4 separate regions of the Drosophila melanogaster genome follow, and regions 1, 2 and 3 are each linked to region 4. The links are chromatin contacts, called in public Hi-C and targeted proximity ligation maps. All regions are on one chromosome and are shown on one strand. The core of a region is the stretch at or near the end of the contact, and the rest is flanking DNA. Distances in the headings are between cores, read along the strand shown.

Region 1 (3,935 bases), core at 852-3,351, 200 kb before region 4:
CAGAATTTAAAGATCATTTTCTATGCCCCCGTCAAACCACAAATAAAAATCTGTAATTACTAACATTAAGCATCGTTTAGTCAAAGCGAGACATATACCTGTGTTTGATTAATCATTAAAAGCCCCATTATTTGCCAAACATCAGCAATGACCAACATACCCAGTTCCTCTCCAAAAGCGAAGCACTAATGCCTCATGCAATTGTAATTATCAATATAAAATGAAACAAGCAAAAAAAACTCCGTTTGCTCACAGCTGTATTTCCTCTTAATTGTACAGGAGGAAGAAAAAATAAATCGCTTTTCCAATAAATTGCATCACAAGACTCTTAACAATCCCACCAGCACCATCGACCATATGGACGCGTCAATTGTTAAAGTGTTGAAGTGTTTTTATTTAAATTGCTCAACTGAACTTGTAATTATGGCTCACTCTGATTATTGCTATTGCTGTTGTTGCTGCACTCTGGGTTTAGCATAAGCCAGACTGGATATAAATTATTTTTAGAGCCATGCTGGAGTTTTCACTCGCACAGTTTCTCACTGCTCGAAAAAGATAGCAATTAATTGTAGTTAAAAATGCTTTAACTAACGGTTTTATGGTCAAACAACAAAAGCGGCAGTTGACTTGTCAGTTAATTGTATTTGAAATCGCTGTCTCTGCTAATTGATAAATCTCCATTGGCCAAAAGGCAAAAGCTCAGCACTCGATGGGCGGCAGTTGCACATAAAATGCAATTACAAACGCGTAAAACCGAAGCAAACGGTTCGACTTAAGCTCCGGTTCAACACAACTCACCTGCGGCAGGGCAAATACGATTTTGACGGCTCTTTGCTCCGAATTGGAATCGGAATCTCCCCCAGAATCTCCTTGTGATCGCGGCTCGCAGTAGTAAGGCCACAAAAACACACGCGATACCACACTCACACACTCGGATATCTTAGCCAGGCTCAATCTATAAAACGCGGATGTGGTTGGCAGCAAAAACTGGCAAGTGAAATATTTATGCAAATTTATTTCAGCTTCTTTTTTCGTTGTTGTGCAGCAGCAGCAGCCAGGCTGTGTTGGTGAAATGCATTTGAAGACATTAAGCGGCACACTTGGCAATTGTCGTCGTTTGGGGCAGCGAAGCGATTTGATTGAAGTGGTGCTGCCGACCAGGTCCACAAGCCGACAAACCGACAGTCCGAGTGGCAGGCGAAACGTTGTTTAACAATTGTTTCTTTTAAACTTTTTTTTTATTTTGTGTTGTATTTTAGTTTTGTTTTTTTTTTTTGTGCGGTCCGGCAGGATTTGAGTTGTCAATTAGTTTGTTACGGCTGCTATCACTTGGCAATTCGGAGGCGCCCGAAGCGCCGTTATCTGCTGCAAACAAATGACACCACAAAATGGCAGCGCGTTCGTTGCCTAAGTCTTTCGTTTTTTCGCCCGGCGAGAAGATTGAAGTGAAGCTGAATCGGAGACTTAGTTAGAGCCTCTGTTTCTTTATTTGTGTGCCATTAAAAGACCGCTTTATTGCAACATGTTTTTCTATATACAATATAATTAATTTACTGATACAAATATTTTATTGCACGCTCTTTATGTGATCTTTTGGCCAGCGAGTAATTAAAAATAAATTTAATTTAATTTGCCTTTTTATTTATTTATACTCTCGTGTATTTTTGTTTTTTGTCGGCGATCGAAACGAGTTTTGTCTTTTGTTAATATTACTTTATATGTATGCTAGTCTTGTCTTGGCATAGGGCATATGGGGCTACAAACTGGCATATATGTTTTGATTTGGTTTTATGGCCGCACTGAATAGCTTTTTACTGTTGGCCAGACTTTTTACGAGCACTATTTTCAGTAGGTAGCCACACAGTAACAAATTAAGTTTGAGTGCCAGCTGCAGGCGGGATTTTCATTTTCATTCGGCCCCCAAACGAAAAAAGCATTTCCATTTCGATATACGCGCAGTTCATTGGCCAGGTCCACAATAGCGACGAAAATCGCACGCAAAACGCCCTGGAAACGCGCGCACGCGACAACAAAAAACGCGCACGCGATTCGCCAGCGAAACGAGAAAACTCAATACAAACTCAGCTAAAATTGCGAACGTATTTTAGCGCGCAGTCGCAAACAGCTTAAACAGTCCCGCAAGAAAGTCGCACAGAAACTGCAAGAGGATAAAAATTGCAATCGGCTCACAGCCCGACTGCAGTAGCAGCAATGGCAGCAGCGACGCAGCAGCGACAGCAACACGTTGCAATGCCGGTGCAGCAGCAACATCGGCAGGAGAAGCAGCAGCAGCAACAGCAACAGCAGCGTTGCAAAACGTTAAGATCTCTCGGCAAAAACAGGCAACAACCTCTCGAAGACCGACTGACCGAGTAATACAGTCCAGCACCCCAACAACCACAACCTCAGCCACAACAACAACAGCAACACGGCCCGAACTCTCTGGCTGGAAAAAAAAGCCGCTAAAAGCGCTAAGCCATGAAAACCTGTTGTGCACCGATCGCTGCCAGCGTCGTTCGTTGCTTCGTGTTTATCGCGAATCTCGCTCTCTTAGCCCATTCTCTGTGGTGGGGCCTTCCAGTGGAGAGCGACTGGCTTAGCGGTTAATTTCCAGTTGGCTGCAATATCAGTTGCCGATCTGCTTTTGACCAATAAAAAAGGGGGTTTCAAGTCAGGCGTCTGGAACGACGTCGGCTGCGAAGTCAGCCGCGTCTTAACGATCAAAGAGAAGTGAAGTTAAGAGAGCTTGTATGCTCTTTCAAGCCACTGCTTAGGGCGAAAACGGACTGATAAGAAATTGAATAAAATTATATGAATTTCATTAAGCCGCAACAGAAAAGAGCACACACATTTCCTGGTCGGCCACGCCTGGATATTACGGCTATCGAGGCTCATTTATCGCGGCAAAAAGGAAGCGAAAAGTGCTTGTGAGAATATATTTTCATTTTCAAACTTCAGATACAAATCATAATTGAAAGGAGCTCAAAAACTATACGAAAAAAGAGAGAGGGGCAGGATGAGCTGTTTCAGCGGACAGGCGACACTTGCCACACGTCCAAAGGTTGCGACTTTGACAATTTAATTGTCACACGCCCGCCACTTTTGGTCAGCTTCCCGGCAGCACGAACTTGCCGCCTCGAACTCTATTAACGAAGCCAATTGACGGACACTTGAATGGCCAGCCGCTGTCACTAGAGCGGGGGGTACCAAAAAAGGGGGGAAATAGGGTGTGCAGGGGGAGTCAGTTGGAGAGGTGAGACCCCAATGGACCACCGAACGGCATTAACATAAACAAGTGTTGCAGGAGTCGCGAGCTGCAAAAGGGTAACAGAAACATCCCGAACATTGTCATAAATAACGCGACAATGACAACTTGTTTGCGCGGATTCGGAATTGGAGCTGCGATTGGGATGGGTGATAGTGCACTTAGAAAAAATAATTACTCTAGGTTGCATCTGAGAGGAAATACCAAATGTTTAATTAAGTATTCCGAAACACCAGCTTAACTTAATCCTTGTTCCCAAAGTTAAAGTATTGCTTGTAAAAGTCATTACAAATTTCAGCTCAAAATATTGACTCAATATATTAATGCATTTTTTCATTTGGAATTTGGAATTTGGAATTTTTTGAGTGTAGCGGTACTGCTATCGCAGTCGGAATCGGAATTGCGGCCTAATGCAGCAATTGACGTGCGGCGTTTGCACCTAGCTGAGTATTTGATCCGTCCGCAGGTCCCAGAGGCGGAGGCCACATAAAAGTGGCGCGGCAATTGCCAACTTTGGTAACTGCCGGCGACAAGTGTAAAACGACTGTCTCCAGGAGTCGGCGCTGGGATCTCGGATATTATGGCTGGATCTTGGGCATTCAGACTTGGCCAAGTGGTGCTCCTGGCACAGAATCGCCATTCGCGACAGTGTGTTTGTGTGTTTATGGCA
Region 2 (3,670 bases), core at 99-2,598, 140 kb before region 4:
CCAGTAACCCAGAGCCACTTCCTCCTTTTACAAAAGACACGACATTGCCGCTCTCCCCTCTCCAACCCCCTTGACTCACTAAGCCATTTGAAGTTGCCACAATGCCATGGCAACACTTGCACTTTCCTTGAAAGTTGTCCGACCAGCTGGAGATGCAGAGTAGCCAAAAGAGAGGGGGTTGTCGATCAGCTGTGCGCTTTTCTCTAGGCCATAAATCCAGCTTATTAAAACTATGCCTTATGATTACAAGAAACATATGCAAATTGGACTTGGAATTTGCGCAATGCTGCAATAGGCAACGATTGAGCTAAAGCCAACTGTTCCAATAGCAGAATGTGGCTATTTTGTAATGACCAGGCCAATTGAAGAGCTGGCAGCCGAAGTAAGAGAGAGTCAGAGAGGGCCAACACAAATTGCCAGCTAAACGGGTCGGAAAATCGCAGTGACAGCAGCTGATCGGGAGCTGCAAATGCAAGTGGGATCGGGATTCAGGCCCAGATGGAGGTGGCGGTGGTGATGCAGACTTGGCCTGGAGCCGGCCAGACGGGCTTGCGACGCCTTACGTAAGCGACGAGCAAAACAAAAAAGGTAAATATTGACTGAGAAAATAACACGAAAAAATTAAGCCAAGCCAATGACTGAAAGAAATGAAGAGATAAAGCGAGCCAAAAGCGAGAGAGATAGAGAGGAGAAAGAGAGAGGTGTGAGAAAGCGAGAGTTTGGCCAAAAAGATGATGGCCCAGTGGCTTTTGGCGTGCGCCGCTTAACAGTAAATTTCGCTTGACCCATTATATAAAATGGTAGCCGGGGCCAAGCAGCAAAAACGGAACTAATTTAAAACTATTTTCAAATTCGCCAGGCCCATGCCCGTTCGAATGGCATCTGCTTATGCTGACACATCTACTCGGGTCTGGAGTTTCATTAACAAAAGCTGGCTCGCAAATATTTCACCAGCAAACAGACAAATATTTGACACACATATTTTTCTTGAACCCTGCTCAATGACTCAACAAGACGGCAACTGCAGTACGCTATTTGCAACAGATTTGTGGGGTAAATGTGTCAACCTAATAGGTGTCAATCAGCATTAGATTTGATTATTTCTCGGAATTACTCTGACCATCATTTTTGAGCACTAAAACACTTTTTATGCACCATGTAATTGGCTTCGTGTGTTGGGCAAGTTCAAGTTTGTGGCCCGAGTCTTTGGCCCGCCACATCGATTGCGCTCTGGTCAACTCAATTCGATTCGATTCGTTTCGACTTCATTCGATTTCGGCTTCAATATCGTACTCTTCGCGTACCGGAATGTTTCGTGCTCCACGTTCGACTGTCGCCGACAAACTGAAGCTGCGACTGTGCAGCGGTGCGCTTAAGCGTCAAATTGCTGCGGCTTATACCTTAACCAGCTGCGGCATGCAAAACATGCCGAGCAGTCTGGATGATCGGTAAAAATGGTTATACGACATGAGCTGAATTCGTAGTTGGTAATGTAACTTTAAGTGTTCAAATTCTGGAATCACCGTAGTCGTAAGACCGCATTTAGCAAACTAAAGTACTTTCTGGGGACTGTAACGCTTTTCCTAGAATGTGAAAAGTTAAATGAATTTAACTATATATAACTCAACTCACACAGCTTATCAGTGATTTTTGTAAATTTTATTTGTTATTTTATTTGTTTATTTGTTCAAGACTCTGCTAATTTACAATAATAACTGCAATGAGCAACAAAACACCTTTGTTACTTTAAAACACTATTCCCTAAATGATTAATTGCTTTCTAGAAACTAATTAATAGTTAAGACCTCTTATAAAACTAATGACTGAAAGGGTATTCCCTCGGCTAGCAGCATATACATATAAAATTTCAGACGATGGACACCAGATTAACAGTTTGTTTGAATAGCTGTGCTTCTGCGGTCTTAAATTATGGCCGTACTCATTTCGGGTCCGCTGTCACGCCGGCTCACGCATAATTATGCAAAATTATATATCAAATTCAATTTTGGCAATTGGTGGCCTGCCCATAGTAAGCTTATTCTAGTGTCAGCCCGTCCCCCTTTTTTGGCATTGTGCAGAGGCAGATATCTAAAATGCGGCTAACTTCAGTTTGTAGCCACAACAGCGGGCACGTGAAATTGGACTCGTTTATTGCCACCGCGGAAAAGCAGTTGACACTGGGGTTAGAGATGGCCAGTCTCGTTTACCGTTTGAGATCAAGGATGCAACTAATAATCTGTGGCACAATAAGCCAAGGCAGTGCGATCTCGGTGTGGAAAATAAGCTGGCCAATGGCAATGGAATGACAACTGTAAAGGCGACTAAAGTTAACGTTAACAATTAATGGCAAACGCCGGATGGAAATGAACTTTTCACGAAGCCCGTGTAATTAACTAAGCGATTGCCCAACTCGATCGTCAAGGCATTCAGTTGCTATATTAGCGGAACAATTAAACGGGGGAATCTTCCACTGATTAATCGTTCTCGGAGGAGGTTGGTTGGTGACCTCGTTGCCGTTTGTTCTCACTCCGATGCTTTGCAGCCAGGTTTAATATTTAGCCAAGCGCAGATCGTAAACAAAAGAATGCCGCCGCACTGTGCAAATAAACCCCGAAATGGAAAATTAAAAACACACTGAATACAACCACAATAATATACGATTCTGTTCATGAATTCATATTTTGTGCATTCTGTCAGCGGTTTGAATGTCTGTTGTTCTGGCCTTAAACTATGCCACCATTTGTCGTTATTGTTTGGCCCAAATATTTGGCAATGCCTCAGTTACCATGACTTACGAAAATTACAGCAGAAATATCTTGAGTAGAGTTTACTACTGTTGAAGCCAGATCGGGAAGTCTGGCCTATAGGATGGGAAGATTTACAGTTAGCGATGCTGGTGAAAGGCGGAACCTGCGGTGGATTCTCTGAGGATGCTCAATATCAAGGACAACTACAGGTTTTTTTTTACTACTGACGTCAATAAGTTCGTCTCAAAATACGTCATTACAGGTGTAGAATCTCAAGAAACCAGTTAAGATGGGAAACATATGTTTTTTAGAATAGGAATTTAATTAAGTATAATTAATACTAAGGTAGCGGTTTCAATTCATTAAATTTTTTCAATAAGATAAAAAACATTTTTAAAGTAATAACTTTAAAATTGTAAAACAACTGTAATTAAAAAAAGAAGAGAAAATCGGTTAACGACATGTTGGATATAATTCAAATTAGCGCACACCATTTGTACATGCCAACTGAACTTATGCTACAAGTCGATGTTAACTAGTAATTTTGCAAGCACACTTTTGAGATCGACTTATATATTAACAGGTAGCTAGTTAACAGAGCTATTGCAGCAGTAACTGTAAAATAATAAAAATAATACGTGTTAACACAATAAACATAACTTATTGTGTTTGCGATCTTCGATCAAGCAAGCTAGGATGTTGAGAAACAGTTCCTGTCACTTGAAATGGCCTTCGCCTCGCACTAGTTTTTTGAAATAACTTGTAGACCAAGTAGATCACAGACCCAAAGACAATACCAAAGCGGAGACCTAAAAGGAGCCCCCAATCCCATTCGTAGTAAAGAGGAACATCCTCCGTGTTAAGGCGCATATGTGAGGCGTCCTTATTCCGCAGGGCGTATTCCGTCCACCAAACTGCTGTGT
Region 3 (4,174 bases), core at 477-2,976, 150 kb after region 4:
CACGGTAACAAGTGGCGCTATTAGTCAGTACTGGCCTTAAAGCGGAACAAAACAAAGGCAGCCACAAAGAAGCAGCTGCCAGCGAGCGTAGGAGGTGAGCTATGGGCTGCTGTCGTCTTTATGGCTACAACCAGTTTGGCATTCCGTCAGCACTTCCATCGGCACAGTGGAGACCGCAAGAACTAGATCACTTAAAACTGTTTACGATATGATTTCTTTTAGTTATAATACTACCAAACGGAATTTCATTGTTGTTTTGCTAAGCAAGCGTTCAATGCTGATTGATAAGAATATGAAGACAAACATTGGCCAATATTCACTGTGGTGTTCTCTTTGGAGCTCTCTGCTGGCCTAGAAAAACCAACTCCGCTGCAGTTTGCGGCCAAGCACCTTCAAGCCAGAAGAAAACCAGTTTTCCAGCAGACGAAGTACGTGCATGGCTCTTTTCACTCCATGGCGAGGAAAACGAAAACCTGGCTGGCAGATAGGCTCACTTGTTTCATGTTTGTTTGTAAACAAAACCAGTTGGAGTGTGTGGGTGCTGCTCTAAATGGGATCGCGATCGCTTATTGGGAGTGCATTCGTACTGGAGGCAGTGTGTTATAGTAGTAGTAGTGTGTTATTAAACTAATAAACAAACAATTAATGTAAATTGCGTGAAAAAGCAAGCAAATACTAGAATGGGAGTAAGTTGTAAGTCAGATTTCGAAACTTACCGCTTCCTGTGCTTCGATTGGTAGATGTGATGATTATAAGGGTATTCGATTTATCCTATTTCTTAGTTCCTAAGGTAGACCTGCCTTTAAGCCTATCCGGCTTCCCTTGACACCTGGTCAAGCTCTACGCCTCCTCCTGCTGCTGCTTATTTGCTCCTCCGTTCCTTTTTCCTATTTCTCGTGGAAACTCCTCGTCTTTGTGGTTGTTGGCTCTATCCGGAATACTACAATAGCTCAGATATTCCATGTATAAAAATACTCCAATTCACTGTGATGCACATGCACATCTGCATTTGTGCAGACGGACGAGGGGCACGTACACGTACATGCGTACAAATATACAAAATAACGTACGGCTAGTGCTAAAATTTCACGGTAATTTGTTCTGTAATTAAAGGCGTTAGAGGAAGTTAAAACGTATGCTTAAATTTTGCAATTGCGAGGAATCAAAATTACAATATGATGAATATGAACACCAAAGCAGCGCCTGCTACGAATTTATTCCCTCTCCTTGTCCAGCTGAGCAGCCTCAGCCCCGGATTGAGAATGAGAAATGGGCAGCCAAGTGCCAATTCGTAATTTGACACTAATGGCAAGGGGACTTTTTGTAGGTTTTTAACCTTTTTCAGATTTTCAGGTAATACTTTTCCCCGAAAAGGCGAGGCGTTGGTTTATGTTTTTTTACCGTTTTGACTTTTTGCCGTTCGCTCTTTTTTTGCGCTCTCTCTGTCTCTGTCTGGCCGCCAGTACTTACCGTTCTGCTCCTGCTCGCTAGCACGCTCTCTCGCTCGCACTCCACACACAAAACTGAGGAAGGAAACAAAAAAAAATGCAGTTCCACGCGGGGAACACGCCAAAAAGTTGCTCTGGCACTGCGCCTTTACATTAGTGCATCGTCTGCTTCACCTCGTTATGTATACACGGCTCACTATCTGTTACAAACAATTTTGTAATGTAAATAGTCTGCAGAAACACGTCCGTTTCGTTTGATGAAATAAGAGTGACCGTTGCACGTAGGGATGGAACATAACTCGATGGCGGCAGCATCGATGTCTACGCAGCGAATATCGATTGTGAAAGTTCCAGAAATATCCCGCAGGAATATTATACATTTTAGTGCGTCCTCAAACCGGGGTGGAGAACTTGGATTCAAGCTTGGCGCGTAATATTTTGAACGTTCTTCATCATAAGAATAATCATTCTTTCGAAATAGAAAAATAGGCCTTATGCAGGTGTTATAATAACAATTATTATATAATGCGCATTGTGGTGCATGACGCAGAATATCATATAAATTCCACACATATTTCGCTGTTATTATTGTTTATTCTAACTTTACATTTTAATTTGAATGATATATTCATAATTTACGCATTCGTAGGACAGCATATGCGCAGAATCCTGTTTCCATTCCATTCGCAACTTCCGGATTGCCTCCCCTTAATGCTCTTAGACTACCCCTCGTGCAGAAATTGCAGTGTTTACGCGCTTGTAGTAAAAGTTTTGCTCTTTCTGTTTTGCCGGATGCGCAACGCCCTCCACTTCCCACATAATCCTTTACTCTGCGCCCTCACCTCCCTCTAGTATCCGTTTTTCCAATGCTATACCCTTCTCTACTTATTACTCCTTATCTCAGTATACACTATGGCCAAAACTTTAAAGTAAAACGAGTGCAAGAATGAACTCGGAGCCTTATTGCAGCCTAAAAAAATTATATACACATAGAGCCCACAAACAGAGTCTGAAGGGATTATTTGGTGGTTGAAAATGCAAAAAGACTAGACCGCAAATGCAAATATTTTAACTTGGCACAACGAAACCGCATACGGACTGTCCGTATTTTGCATTTTTTTTTTTCCATTTCAGTTGTGAAGTCATTTGCAATGCTTGTTTTCCTGTGCGTACTGTCATGTTTTTGTGGCCTTTGCGGTTGCACTAAAGATAGTGTGAGGACAACAGATGAGTAAATGGACGAGGCTCTTACTTTTTTTCAATAATTTTGCTCTCAGCACAAACATTTTGAATATAACGGTCGCTGAGTGCGCTACCTGAGCGGCAGGTTTTGACAATACAATTCGAAAATGAAATTGCAACACTTTCCGAAATTTGGATCAAAAAGATACGATTTTTAAAGTTTTATTTAAATTTTATACATTTTTCAAAGATAATATCGTCTTACATCTTATTAATTTATTTAAAAGTATACTTATTAATTGAATCCCCCTTAAAAAAAAAGCCTCTGCTTTTTGGTATATTTTGAACCCATAATGATTTAATTTGGTATTTCTTTCAGCACCGCATGGTATCTTTCGGGGACGCGAGTGCAGCCACACCAAAAGCGAATTCCTTTACTCCCGCTGCGGTCACACTAAGTCCGAAGCTTGATTCGCCCTGACGCGCGTAACGCTTTTTTCCCGCATCACTTTCCTCCACTTTGGCGCTGAAAAATTCTGCACAACAAGAAGAGAATGCACCAAACTGAAATTGCAACCGACTGCGACTACTGCACCTGAGCCGGTTACGAAATCAACTCTTATATTACTCATATAATTTTGGCATCCATGTAGAAACGAATAAAAATAGTGCGCGAACTGAAAACCCGTTAAAACGAGAATGGGCATAGCCCAAAATAAAACTTTTTCGTTTCTTTTTTACCGTTTATTTAACACAATCAATTAAAATAAAACCAAACACAAGATTTACTCAAAGTAAATCGCGTATAAGCTCGACTACCATAAATGTTAATGTGAAAATTGTGCAATAATTAGAGAAATTTCTAAAAGAAATTCATAAGTGCGGTATTCGTAAATTGCATTGTTTGCAAATGCAAAAAGCAAATGTTATGCAACTATAAGTTACAAGTTAAAACATACAAAAAGTAAACAGAAAATTAATAACCAACCGACAGTACATACAGATAAATGTATATATATAGCGAAGCAATGTGTGTATATAGAGCACTTTGAGACCTCGAAACAAGGACTTCGCCAAGGACTACGGATTACTACACTTTGCCGCCAAGCTCTTTGGCTGGCTTAAAGGAAACCCACCAAAATTAAGAAAACCTAATCTGAAACAAGGTCGAAGCGCGGAATTCCGAACTCCCACCTAAGCCCCACCCCCGGCCTGGAAGCACCTGTGCCCGAAAAACCAAAACCCCGGGCATTCTCACCCACGCACGCAAGCGCAGGATTCTGGTAACCGTCGAGGCATCCAAAAGTTCGATACGAGTGGAAAAATTTGGGAGCCAACGAAATTACTTTTGCTTTGATTCCGCCTTTTGTTTCAATCGCCCAGCCGAAAATGTGGAGGAAAGCGAGCAGGTTGGTCAGGGAAACCACCTCGTGGAAAACGCGTCGTCAGGGACAAGCGGAAGCCCCATCAGCAGCAGTAGCAACAATAAAACCATCGACAAGGACGAGCACGCCGATTGCCCACGGATTACCCATCATCATCAC
Region 4 (3,711 bases), core at 483-2,982:
GGTTGTGGATCTGGTACGCTGCGGGTGGGGAGTGCCACTGGTCAGAGGGCGACGGTGGGTGCAGCTTGTGCAATCAGCTGTTGCTAATGAAAAACGTCGGCGAGTTTAGCCAGGGATAAGCAAGAGTCAAAGCTTATTGATTTTCAACTGCGTAAGTTGGCCAGCAAAAAATTAGTGGTAAAAAGAGAGTGGAAATCGGAAGGGGCAGTTGGGGGGGTCAACTCAATTTCATGGGAAATACATGGAGATAACAGACAACTTAATTAATTTGCTCAACTAAATAGAAACTTACCCTGGCCTTTGTATTGTATGTAAATTCAATAATTGCGTAGTTTGTTTTTACTTTTTAATAGCTTGATGTTTTCTCCTTGTTATGTGAAAATCTCTTTCTTTTTATGGTCGTAAATATTTCCGCTTTGAATTAAAGCAATCATAATAGATACAATTATAAAGATGGCAATTATTTATGCACTCGCGTTTTCTTTTGCATATTTGATAGAGTCGTACACACAGCAATTTTCGCGTCGTTGAGCGAGGGAATCTAATTTATATATGAGGTATATGCAAATTATAGCTGGGGCCAAATTAAACGCGCAAAATGGAGGCAAAACTTTGATTTGATGATGTCTAAGGTCGCCGGCAAAGACAGACACATAAAAAAACAAACAGAAAATTTCGCTAACAAAGCGGTGAAAAAATAATAACAGAAATTTAGCTCTTGATTTCGACGCTCAGAGCGAGAGCGAAAAGTCGGGCCATATAGGGAGCGTATTAGATGGCTTATCAGTGCTTATCAACACGACCGCTGATGACGCCACGAGATACAGATACTGTTGGACACCCAGATCTAGATAGACGGGGCAAATTGAACAACATTGCAATCACCGGAAAAACGGGGCTTTAACTTCGGTTTATCTGTTGTTCATATATGCGAGTATATATAGCAACAGCTTGTTCGACATTTGGATACATGCCGTGTATCTGTATCTCATAGTTTGCCGTGTTTGGCGCGCTGTAGAACATCTCTGGAGATTGATAACAACTGAATACTGATTTTTGCCATATATTGGCAGGGCTATTCCCGACGATTTTTGTATTTTCATTATTCTAAGAAATACTCTTAGGTATTTTATTTGCCATTTATTGCATTCTTTAAAAATACTTTATTTTAATTAAATTTCTTTATTTGATAAGAAGATTTATAGCTCATAATTTTGATTGATAAGCTTAGGAAATTCACAATATGATTTTCTTTAGAATATACGTCTTTGGTTTTAGTTTAGGTAGTGTGTTTCCACTTAAATTTCTTTAAAGAATTTCCCTGGTCAATTTGTGTGTTTGTTGTTTATGTTATTGTTGTTGTTGCTGACAACCAAACAAACACCATGAACTTGAGCACACACACACGCACACACGAAGCCACGGAAAGCTTCTTGATTGCACCACTGTATCTTTTTTGGTGCCGATTTCCTTGCTTGTTAGCGTATTTCACTGCACCGCGATGATTTCGCTAAACCTTTGCATTTTCCTTGATATTTTTCGCGAATCGCCAATTAACGATTTATTCTGAGGGGAGTGCACGCGTGGGAGCCCCAAAAAAAGAGAGAGCGCCCGGAGAGAGCGGCTGCCTTTTTGGCAGCAAACAGAAACAACAACCCACCAAGCCAACGAGCGATATACGACCGCGTCGGACGAACAAACTTGACAGCACCAAGTTCCGATAGCGACTGAACGGAGAAAACGGAAAACTGAAAGCAGAAATCTCAAATCGCGGCAGAGCGCAGGCAGCGCAGTGCTACACAGGAAAAAAAATGAATAGAATAACAATCTTAAAAATGGTCAACTAACTGAATCTCATTGGGCGTACTTCCAGATTACTGAGTGCATTTTTAAGAAATAATAGTGGCCCTAATTCTTAAAAGACCCGTTGCATTTGGAATTATAAAATAGTTCAACAGTAAGCATTTTGCTTGGTAAATTTCGCAATAGTGCAAACATTTGTAATGCACATATGAGATTAAAGTTGTTTCCATTAATCAACGAATTTTCTCCGTGTACGCAATACTCTCGTTCACAGTTAAAATGCCTTCAGTTGTTGCTGTCGCTGCGCTGCTCTCTTGTTGTCGTTGTTGTTGTCAATCAATTGACAAAAAGGTATCGCCTTTACAGTTATATCCTCTCATCCGCTGCTCAATCCACTCTCTCCCTCTTTCTCTGCTGCTTAGGCGCTCTCACTAAACTAAAACAGCTGATTGCGCCTCGAAAAGGTAAACAGACCAAAGCTTGCTCTCCCTCTCCTCTCACTTTTAGCTTTTGCTTTTGCTCTTTTGAAAAATAGCGGGGGTGTTCGCTTAATAAGCTTGCATTAAAATAGTAATTGACTAAGAAGCTGAAGAGCTAATAAGAAACAAAGCCAAGGTGGTCGGAAACAAGTTTCTAATAAGACCCTGTTGCACTTTTGTCGGCAAGGGGGTGGAAGTGGCTGGTGAAGGGCGGAAAATGCACGGTGTGTAGTCAACAGATTTGCCTGTCAGCGATTTCAGCCCATTTGGTTTGGCACATTTAGCATACCCTAGATCACAAGGGCTATATTCCACATGGAAAAGGTTTGGGTAAACCCCAATCGGGGATTAACAAATCATTCGAAAAATGCACGCAGCCAATTCTAGTTATAAATAGAAATTTTACCATTCGATGTTTAAGGTGTTAATTTATTACCGTATTAATTTTAATTTATTAGCTAAAGTCTAGGATTGAATGCGATAAATTGCTCAACTTAAGTTAATTAGAATGAAAAATGGTTAAAAACTAGTTTTTCATACAAAAAAGTGTTTTCTAATATTAGTTGTAGAAATTACTCGAAACCCATCATTAATCATTATCAAATAAATCTTCAAATGTATAATTATCATTACCTACAAAAAGTGGGTGTATTTTAGTTTGATTTTTAGGAAAGTTTAAGCCTATACTGTCCAAATAAGTGGACACACTTTTAAAATATATAATGTGCTATACATAATTACTTGCTCCAAACTCCTCAACGCTAAACCATTAATTCCACTTACTTCCTGACATAAACAAACTATTCCCGGGCATTAACATATAGTTCCCCGTCAAAGATCGAACATGCGACGATCGATCCGCTAGAGCATTTGAATTTCGTCTAGATAATTTTTCTAAAGGCGTCTGACAAATTGCAATTGGCTCTATAATAGAAGGCATAGAACGCCGAGCCCAAAAAAAAAGTACAAGTATATATAGATGCGAATATACATATATATTTTGGTACAGGCACATAGAAGTACGACACACAAACCGCAAAAGGCAACAGAAATAGATGGCAAAGAATTTCTAGTTGACTGAATACCGAATGTGGCCGCCGAGCCATCAGTCAGACAGTCCGACGACCTAGACCTAGATGTCGGATATAAGATATAAGATACAAGACCTAAGATACTAGATACCAAATCGGTGCCAGAACCTAAAGCTAAAGCTACGCTTAACGGAAGCTGAGCTGTTCGCTCGGAGGCGTCATAAATCTTGCGCAACGCCCCATTGGCATCGCCAGGGGGCTGGGAACGCCAACGCAGCCATATATTACTGCTACTATATATACCGCCGATCCCTAGGCCACGAATCCGGCCAAGACAATGGCCATTTGCATGGCTCGCACAATTATGTACCATCACTCTAATGGCAATTTGTTGGCCA

Evidence for each region. Hi-C and Micro-C count contacts between places; a contact is called where the count stands out from the background.
Region 1: a targeted proximity ligation map of the S2 cell line shows a contact between it and region 4, with 5 times the contacts expected there. A contact is called at or near these places in 5 of 107 Hi-C or Micro-C datasets (the Clone 8 cell line, the S2 cell line, cellular blastoderm embryo and 2 more) and 1 of 7 datasets of targeted methods (the S2 cell line).
Region 2: a contact with region 4 is called in a targeted proximity ligation map of the Kc167 cell line, with 4 times the contacts expected there. A contact is called at or near these places in 6 of 107 Hi-C or Micro-C datasets (the Clone 8 cell line, the Kc167 cell line, the S2 cell line and 2 more) and 3 of 7 datasets of targeted methods (the Kc167 cell line and the S2 cell line).
Region 3: a Hi-C map of the Kc167 cell line shows a contact between it and region 4, with 4 times the contacts expected there. A contact is called at or near these places in 3 of 107 Hi-C or Micro-C datasets (the Kc167 cell line and the S2 cell line).

What each region holds. Positions count from the first base shown.
Region 1 is chr3R:23,470,177-23,474,111 of dm6, forward strand. CG4374 reads right to left here and starts at 2,102. Exons shown (of 4, transcript NM_142889.3): 1 at 799-2,102.
Region 2 is chr3R:23,529,638-23,533,307 of dm6, forward strand. It overlaps CG10175, which reads right to left and starts at 1,349. Exons shown (of 8, transcript NM_001300557.1): 1 at 1,305-1,349. It overlaps Ugt303B3 (UDP-glycosyltransferase family 303 member B3), which reads right to left. Exons shown (of 2, transcript NM_142895.3): 2 at 3,308-3,670. The coding sequence ends at 3,408.
Region 3 is chr3R:23,817,511-23,821,684 of dm6, forward strand. It overlaps eIF4G2 (eukaryotic translation initiation factor 4G2), which reads right to left and starts at 1,727. Exons shown (of 7, transcript NM_001300560.1): 1 at 1,471-1,727; 2 at 717-1,101. It overlaps CG33111, which reads right to left and starts at 1,727. Exons shown (of 9, transcript NM_176548.4): 1 at 1,471-1,727; 2 at 717-1,101. CG34355 reads left to right here. Exons shown (of 15, transcript NM_001300559.2): 2 at 3,010-4,174. The coding sequence starts at 4,020.
Region 4 is chr3R:23,667,927-23,671,637 of dm6, forward strand. CG31145 reads right to left here and starts at 1,733. Exons shown (of 17, transcript NM_001369999.1): 1 at 1,661-1,733; 2 at 293-414.